2 separate regions of the Danio rerio genome follow, and region 1 is linked to region 2. Evidence: chromatin contacts called from public HiCAR-type data. All regions are on one chromosome and are shown on one strand. The core of a region is the stretch at or near the end of the contact, and the rest is flanking DNA. Distances in the headings are between cores, read along the strand shown. Region 1 overlaps nap1l4a (nucleosome assembly protein 1-like 4a). Region 2 overlaps osbpl5 (oxysterol binding protein-like 5).

What was found. HiCAR-type assays count read pairs that join an accessible place to other places.
Region 1: a HiCAR-type map of caudal fin shows a contact between it and region 2, with 8 times the contacts expected there. The contact joins two enhancer-like sites. A contact is called at or near these places in 5 of 18 Hi-C or Micro-C datasets (caudal fin, embryo, fibroblasts and 2 more) and 1 of 4 datasets of contacts at active chromatin or transcription factors (caudal fin).

Annotation. Positions count from the first base shown.
Region 1 is chr25:24,770,718-24,774,250 of GRCz12tu, reverse strand. nap1l4a (nucleosome assembly protein 1-like 4a) reads left to right here. Exons shown (of 15, transcript NM_001089347.1): 10 at 2,744-2,760. Among named protein-coding and RNA genes, the nearest start is that of nap1l4a, 19 kb to the left of the region's middle. Within about 2 kb of position 2,145, at least 10 of the 62 cell types and tissues checked have an H3K27ac peak or open chromatin away from gene starts, as enhancers often do. A contact at or near this core is called in caudal fin, where this site is marked.
Region 2 is chr25:24,641,279-24,644,819 of GRCz12tu, reverse strand. It overlaps osbpl5 (oxysterol binding protein-like 5), which reads right to left. Exons shown (of 23, transcript XM_068217533.2): 16 at 2,086-2,183; 17 at 1,923-2,012; 18 at 1,488-1,624. Among named protein-coding and RNA genes, the nearest start is that of osbpl5, 79 kb to the right of the region's middle. Within about 2 kb of position 1,544, at least 7 of the 62 cell types and tissues checked have an H3K27ac peak or open chromatin away from gene starts, as enhancers often do. A contact at or near this core is called in caudal fin, where this site is marked.

The DNA.
Region 1 (3,533 bases), core at 896-3,395, 130 kb before region 2:
CATTTGGGTGGGAATATGTTTAAGTTCGACATGTATTGTGACGTGCATGTCCTAAAACTCGGAAACACAATTAAAACCTCTGAGGGAGTCCAGATTAAAACTCCCTACGTGTACGGAGGCTGAGAGACTGCTGCTGCCAAAAACCAAACTTGATTGAGGGTGGGTGGGCCGAAGATAACTATACCAAACTTTATTACGATAAAGTTGCCATGATAACATTATTTTAAATGTTATTAAATTAATATATATGTATATGTGTGTTTTAGGGTTTCATGACCCTTTAAAAATCTGATGAATTCACTTTTAAGTGAAACATTTAATTTCATTTTTTTTTTGTAGCTCAGCAATTAAGACCCAATCCATGTTCTACCCCTTACCCTTTCCCTTACCCCACGTTTTGCACGTTCACGTGAAGGGGTAGGGGTGTCCTAATTGTCTTTAGCTTGAAGGTGTACGGCTAAAGTAAAGGGGTGAAGGTTTTTTTTTTTAAATTTTTTATTTTTTTTAGGACCACACTCAAAACCACAATGGCAGTATTGCAGAACCTAGATGTGAGGAGATCCATAAATTTGTATTTTTTGTCATTATTATGAACTTTTACGGCAAAAACACATTTTTATATATTCATAACTGCGTTTATGTTTTACCGTCAAAAAAAAGCTAAATTTGGCGATCTATAATCCATAATCATTCCTCCTTTATAGCAGTCCCACAACATTCTGGCACTCGAATACCCTGTCAGAAAAGTCTAGTGGCTTTTCTAGTGGCTTTCTAATGTTTACAAAGATGAATATGGCCACTGTGGAATCACTACAGCAGTCGCCATCGTCTGATCTCATATGAAGCAAGAGATTGCGATAACAGATGCAGGTGCTGTAGTGCTTGCCCAATTCTTTGGGGTAAGTTTTGAAGCCCTTCCCCCTCATACTTGGTTGTAAGGGGGAAGGGGTAGGGGTGCAAAAATAGAATTGGGATTGGGCCTAAACAAACAAGCAAAAGTTCATATAAAATTAGAATAACGATCTCTGTTTGAGGAATTCGCCCCAAACTTCCCCATCATTTGTCCGTCTCTTCTTTGATTGTTTGGCATGCCAAATCAGAGGTTACCATGGGCCAACTTTGGCCCTACTTTGGTCAGCTCTGCCCGAGAGGTAAAGAGTGGAGTTTTATCATTTTTTTGATCTATTAATAGCCAAGCTTCAAAATAGGGAAATGATCAAAAACACTTTGGTCATTTTTGAGCGAGATGCTAATGGTCTAATCCGATTCAATGATCTATGCTAAGCTAAGTGTTTCTTTACTTTCAGTTTCCAACTGCTTATGTTTTCTTAAAGGCTTAACTCCCCTAGAGTTAAATAATCGAGTCTTACCATTTTTAATCCAGTAAGCGTGAAGCTTCAAAAATAGTAAAATTATCAAAACACTTTGTTAATTTTTGAGCAAGATGCTAATGGTCTTATCTGATTCAATGGTCTATGCTTAGCTAAGCTAAATGTGCTAACTCTAGACCCGAATATCAGATGAATGAGTTAAAAAATCAACAAATTAAAAAATCTGTCTAACTCTAGGGGAATTACATAAAATAAGTGGTGTGTTCCTTTAACTCGCAGCTTATTTAAGCTCTTTCGGCCACTGTAGAATACTTGATAGATATGAAAATAATAATAATACATCTATTTGGAGTGGACTTCTGTAATCCTCATGCACATATTGCAAACTAAATGAAGTTGAAAATGTAAAAAAACATTATACAACCCTAAGTCTAGTACTAAATAGTTTGTTCTGTGCATCTAAAAAGGTTCTTGTTCATTTTGTCACATAATAAACAGTCGCAGTGACTGCATGTTCCTTAAGGAACTTCTTCAGTTATTAATAGCCAAACACAGAGTCAAATAAACATCTCGCCTGTCGTCCCGCCTTTTTTATTATCCTTCTGTCATTCCAATCAAAGAATGTCAGTTGAATTTGTATCTTCAACTGCCATGACATTGTAGTGTTTCCCTCACCTCATTTGGCCTTTCAAAAATGCTGAACATTGAATGCTTTGCATTTTAAGCACATTTTTCTCCATCAACGCTTTACAGAGCGTCAGGTAAAGAATGTAACCCAACCTGTCCACAGACTGTGAGAAAGAGACGCTAGTTACGGTCATTGAACTTGTCACCGGATATGTGTGATTTATTGGTTACCACAGTGATTTCCGCAACATTCCAGTCATAGGTGTGCCATTTAGAATAAAATGGCAGCAATGAGGCTGTAACTGAATGATGTAATCCTTTCTATGTTGGAACGAATATCTGAACAGACTCTGAAGGGGATGTCTCCTTCAGGACTAACTTTGATCAAGTGTCAAGAAACTTATCAGAATAACTGAATAAAAAATATTCTAATTGTTTTTCATATTTCTCACTAAAATAGATTCAAAATGAGGCCTTTTGGGGAAGCCATATTCTCATTGAGATAATAGTTAGTTTACCCTAATTCTCATAACCACAATACAAAAGTGCAAAAATGGTGTATTTTTGTTACACAAAATTATTTCAGTCAAGTTAAGGAACATTTAATTAACAATAATCGAAATTTAGCTGAAAATGTAATTGTCATAATTGTATCATAATAATTAGCTTTATTGAGATCAAATGTGACCCTTTTTGGTAAGATTTAGCTTTATGCTAAATAAAATTGCTCTGTGCCAGTAATAATACTAATATTAATTAAATTTTTTTCTCTCTTTTTTTTCTAGCCTCACCTGATGGAATGGTGAGTTGGACTTCCTTCTGGTCTTGCTGTTTTTGTTGTGTTTGTAAACATCTGAATCGTCACAGAATGCAGTATGGGTATTTACTGCCTACACAAACATGTGCTGTAGAGCAACACTCCTCTATTCATGTCATTGACAAAAAAAATATTTAAAGGCTTCATGCGTCAGTAACGGTTAGTTGTAAAGGGACTAAGTTTAGTCATTCCACATTTATTTCTCAATTAGCACATGGCAACACGTCTGCAGTCAGTTATGTTAAACTGTGGAATGGTTTCATATCAAGTTGAAGTCTGAATTAGTAGCCACCCTGTTTATTTTTTTCTCTCAATTTCTGTTTAACAGAGAAGATTTTAACACATTTCTAAACATAATAGTTTTAATAACTCAGTTATAATAACTGATTTCTTTGCCATGATGACTTGCTTTTACTAGGTATTTTTCAAGATACTAGTGATCAGCTTAAAGTGACATTTATATGTGTGTGTGTAAATATATATATATATATATATATATATATATATATATATATATATATAATATATTAATTATAGATATATAATATATTAATTATAGATGTAGTAAATATCACATTTAACAACTATAGTGAGATTAGATCCAGCTGTGTATTTTTAATAAACTGTCTGGTATGTGCTGCTGTCACCTGAGGAAGTGTGCTCAAAGCACCCGCTGACTGCCTGTAGCACAGATCTCAGCATACGGTACAGTTCATGCCAGAGTGTGTCTTTATGGTCACGTCATGTGCGTTTTCAGC
Region 2 (3,541 bases), core at 295-2,794:
GCAGATACAATTTTTTTGCTTTTTCCTAGGCTAGGAACCAAACTCTTATTCTAGTAAACTCTCACCCTTATCTTTGTAATCGAGGGACTTCGCTGTTATATGCAAGTACAAAAGGAAAAAGCATTTAATATGATAATTATCAAATATCTTTTTTTATTTAATTTTTTTTTTTTAATGAGATGCTGAGGATCAATTCCGATTCAGTGATTTATGCTAGGGTGACGTGGTGGCGCAGCGGGTAGCACGTTCGCCTTACAGCAAGAAGGTCGCTGGTTAGAGCCTCGGCTGGGTCAGTTGGCATTTCTGTGTGGAATTTGCATGTTCTCCCCGTGTTTGTGTGGGTTTCCTCCGGGTGCTTTAGTTTCCCCCACAAGTCCAAACACATGTGGTTCAGGTAAATTGGATATGCTAAAATTGTCTGTAGTGTGTGTGTGTGGATGAGAGTGTATGGGAGTTTCCCAGTGATGGGGTGTGCTGGAAGGGCATCCGCTGCATAAAACACATGCTGGATAAGTTGGCGGTTCATTATGCTGTGGCGATACCAGATTAATAGAGGGACTAAGCTGAACAGAAAATGAATGAATGAATGACTTATGCTAAGCTAAGCTAAGCTAAGAGTGCTTCTGCTAGATCCGGATATACACTGTATGGATTAAAAAATGGTGAAACTCAACTGCTTAACTCTGTAAATATCTATTTAAAAACAAGTGAAGTGTTCCTTTAATAGTCTTTGGCCAATTAGATATAAACACAGGTACTAATCTTCAGCACAAGAATAGCTTCAGCCACCAAAAGCTCCAAAAATCCTTTCAGATTTTAAAAGAACAAAAGATTAGACACTAGCAAATCTCCATCTATATAAAACTTGAGCCAAAACACATCAAATAACACTCAATTTTGCCATTTACTCTGCCTTAACAGTTAAACAGCAAAGCAGGATAAGAGCTGCAAATCTGCTGTTACACTTTTCAATTGAGCTCTGTTTAAAGAGATAGTTGACTCAAAAATGAAAGATCTGATATCATTTATTGTTTAAAACCTATTTGACTTTATTCTTTTAAATACAAAAGGAGGTATTTTGAAGAGTGCTGGTCGCAGGCACCCAATGACTTCCAAGATATTTCTTTTTCCTACTATGGAAGTCAGTGGGTGCCAGCAACCAGCATTCTTCAAAATATCTTCTTTTATGTTCTAAAGAAGAAAGAAATTCATAAAAGTTTAAAACCACATGAGGGAGTGTGAAAAATGATGTTATAGTTTTCATTAGTGAGCAAACTATCTCTTTAATTTGAAGAGTAAAGCAACTTCTTCCAATAAGTAAAATGAACAAATATTGGGGTAAAATCTACAGTACTTTGTTAGGTTTTACAGTGCAGAACGACTAATTGTAATATGGTAAATCACAAGCAAAATAAGATATGAAAATCAACTCCTTTCTTTTGTTATTTGCTTTGCTCTATTTTTATAATGACTAAGTGTTTCCGCACCTCTCGGACTCGAACGCCTCCTGCTGGTCAATCGGCACCACTCGTTTCTTCAGCCTCTGTCTGCGTATGTCTGGACCAGGGTTCCACAGCACCTCCTGGTGGCCCGTCTTCTTCTCTATCAGGTGCACTTTGCTGTCCTGGGGAATAATTTGGATTTCAAACACAACTGTGAGATTATGTGCCGCCAAGCAATGTCATAAAAAATCTTGTAGTCTGTTGTAAAGTTAATTGTTTTGTCTATAATCTTTAAGACATTTGAAGGATTTCATATTATTATTATTATTATTATTATTATTATTACTATTCTTATTATTCTTATTCTTATTATTATTATTTTATCATCATCAGTATTGTAATAATAATAATAATAATAATAATTTTGATTTTGAATTTTGATGATTTTTTTTATATGTGAAAATGTGTAATTATTATTACCCAGTGTCCTTCTACTGTAGCCAGAATATCCTCCCCAATCCGGATCTTTCCAGAAATCTGGTTAACATTACAAGAGCTGCCAAGAAAAGGCTGGAGAAAAATAAAAACGACAATTGTAAGATTCCAGAAAAGAAAATGTTACATTATTTAGACTCTAAAATACCTTCAATTTGAATTCAAGTTCTGTATAACATTGAGTTTTTTCACACTCAATGGTGATTTTCCCACCAAGCTCCAATGTCATTGTGCCATAAAGAATACCTGTAAGAGACAACATTTCCCTTCATTACACAGATTAATTTTTACAAAACAATTGAAAGTTGACTGTGTGTTATGATAAAAAATAAATTGATCGAAATTACAGATTTTTCTTTTATTCCAAATATCATTTGTATATCAGGTAAATATCATGTTCCACCATGATATTCTCTACATTTCCTACTGTAAAAGTTTAACTTTTTTTTAGTTTAAAGATGGTTTTCTCAATATTTACATATTTTTCCCCTATTCAAGATTTTCAAATACAGTACTTTTATCTTGTATCAGATATTTTGCTACACATCAATTAAAACTTATTTATTCAGCATTTATGTGATGTATAAATGGTAGTATACCATATTTATTATATTGTTTATTGTCATTAGAATATTTAAACAAAAGTAAGAAAAAGACAATATTATCATGTGGCTTTTGAATGCTAAATTAATTAAATATACAGCGGGGAAAATAAGTATTGAGCACACTCCATGAACACGTCACCATTTTTTCTCAGGAAACATATTTCTAAAGGTGGCATTGACTTAAAATTTTCCCTGGATGTTTGTAACAACCAAAGAAATGCACATATGCAAAAAAAAAAATAAAATCTAATTACATATTAGGTTATGCATAATAAAATTAAATGACGCAGGAAAAATAATTGAACACACGAAGAAAGGGGTGTTTGAAAAAGGCAGTGAAAGCCCCGACAGCAGCTGAAATCTCTCAGTAGTTATTCAGCAGCCCTCTGCACCTCGTCATTGTAAGTTAATATTAGCTGCTTCAGTCTAACATCTACATTAGCAGGATGATGAAGATGATCCCAAACATAGCCAAGGAAATTCTCAAATGCTTTCAGAAAAAGAAAGTCCAGCTATAGAATGGTCCAGCCAATCACCTGACTCGAATCCAATAGAAAATACTAATTAAAGATCAAATTTGATAGACGAGACCCACAGAACCATAAAGATTTTTACACTCTGTTGAAGTCTGTGAAAAAATACACCTGAGCAATTCATGTGATTTCATTCTCCATATGAGAGGCGTCTTTAAGCTGCCATCACCCGAAAACCTTTTAAATAAAATATTACATATGTTTTAATTCTCCCTGCGTCATTTCATTGTTATTACACAGAACTCATTTTTATATTTGTTTCTTTTGTTTTATTTTTATGTTTGTATTGTTTGGGTTTTTACCAAAATCTGGTTCAATTCCATATCAAAAGCTCCTTTAGAAATATTGATGTGTTCAATGCGTATTTTCCTTGTAGTATTTATGTATTTTGGGTGCACTTTTAAGGTATAATTAAAAACAATAGCGCATGGTTTTAAATATGAAATGTCAATTCTGACTGAAGCCC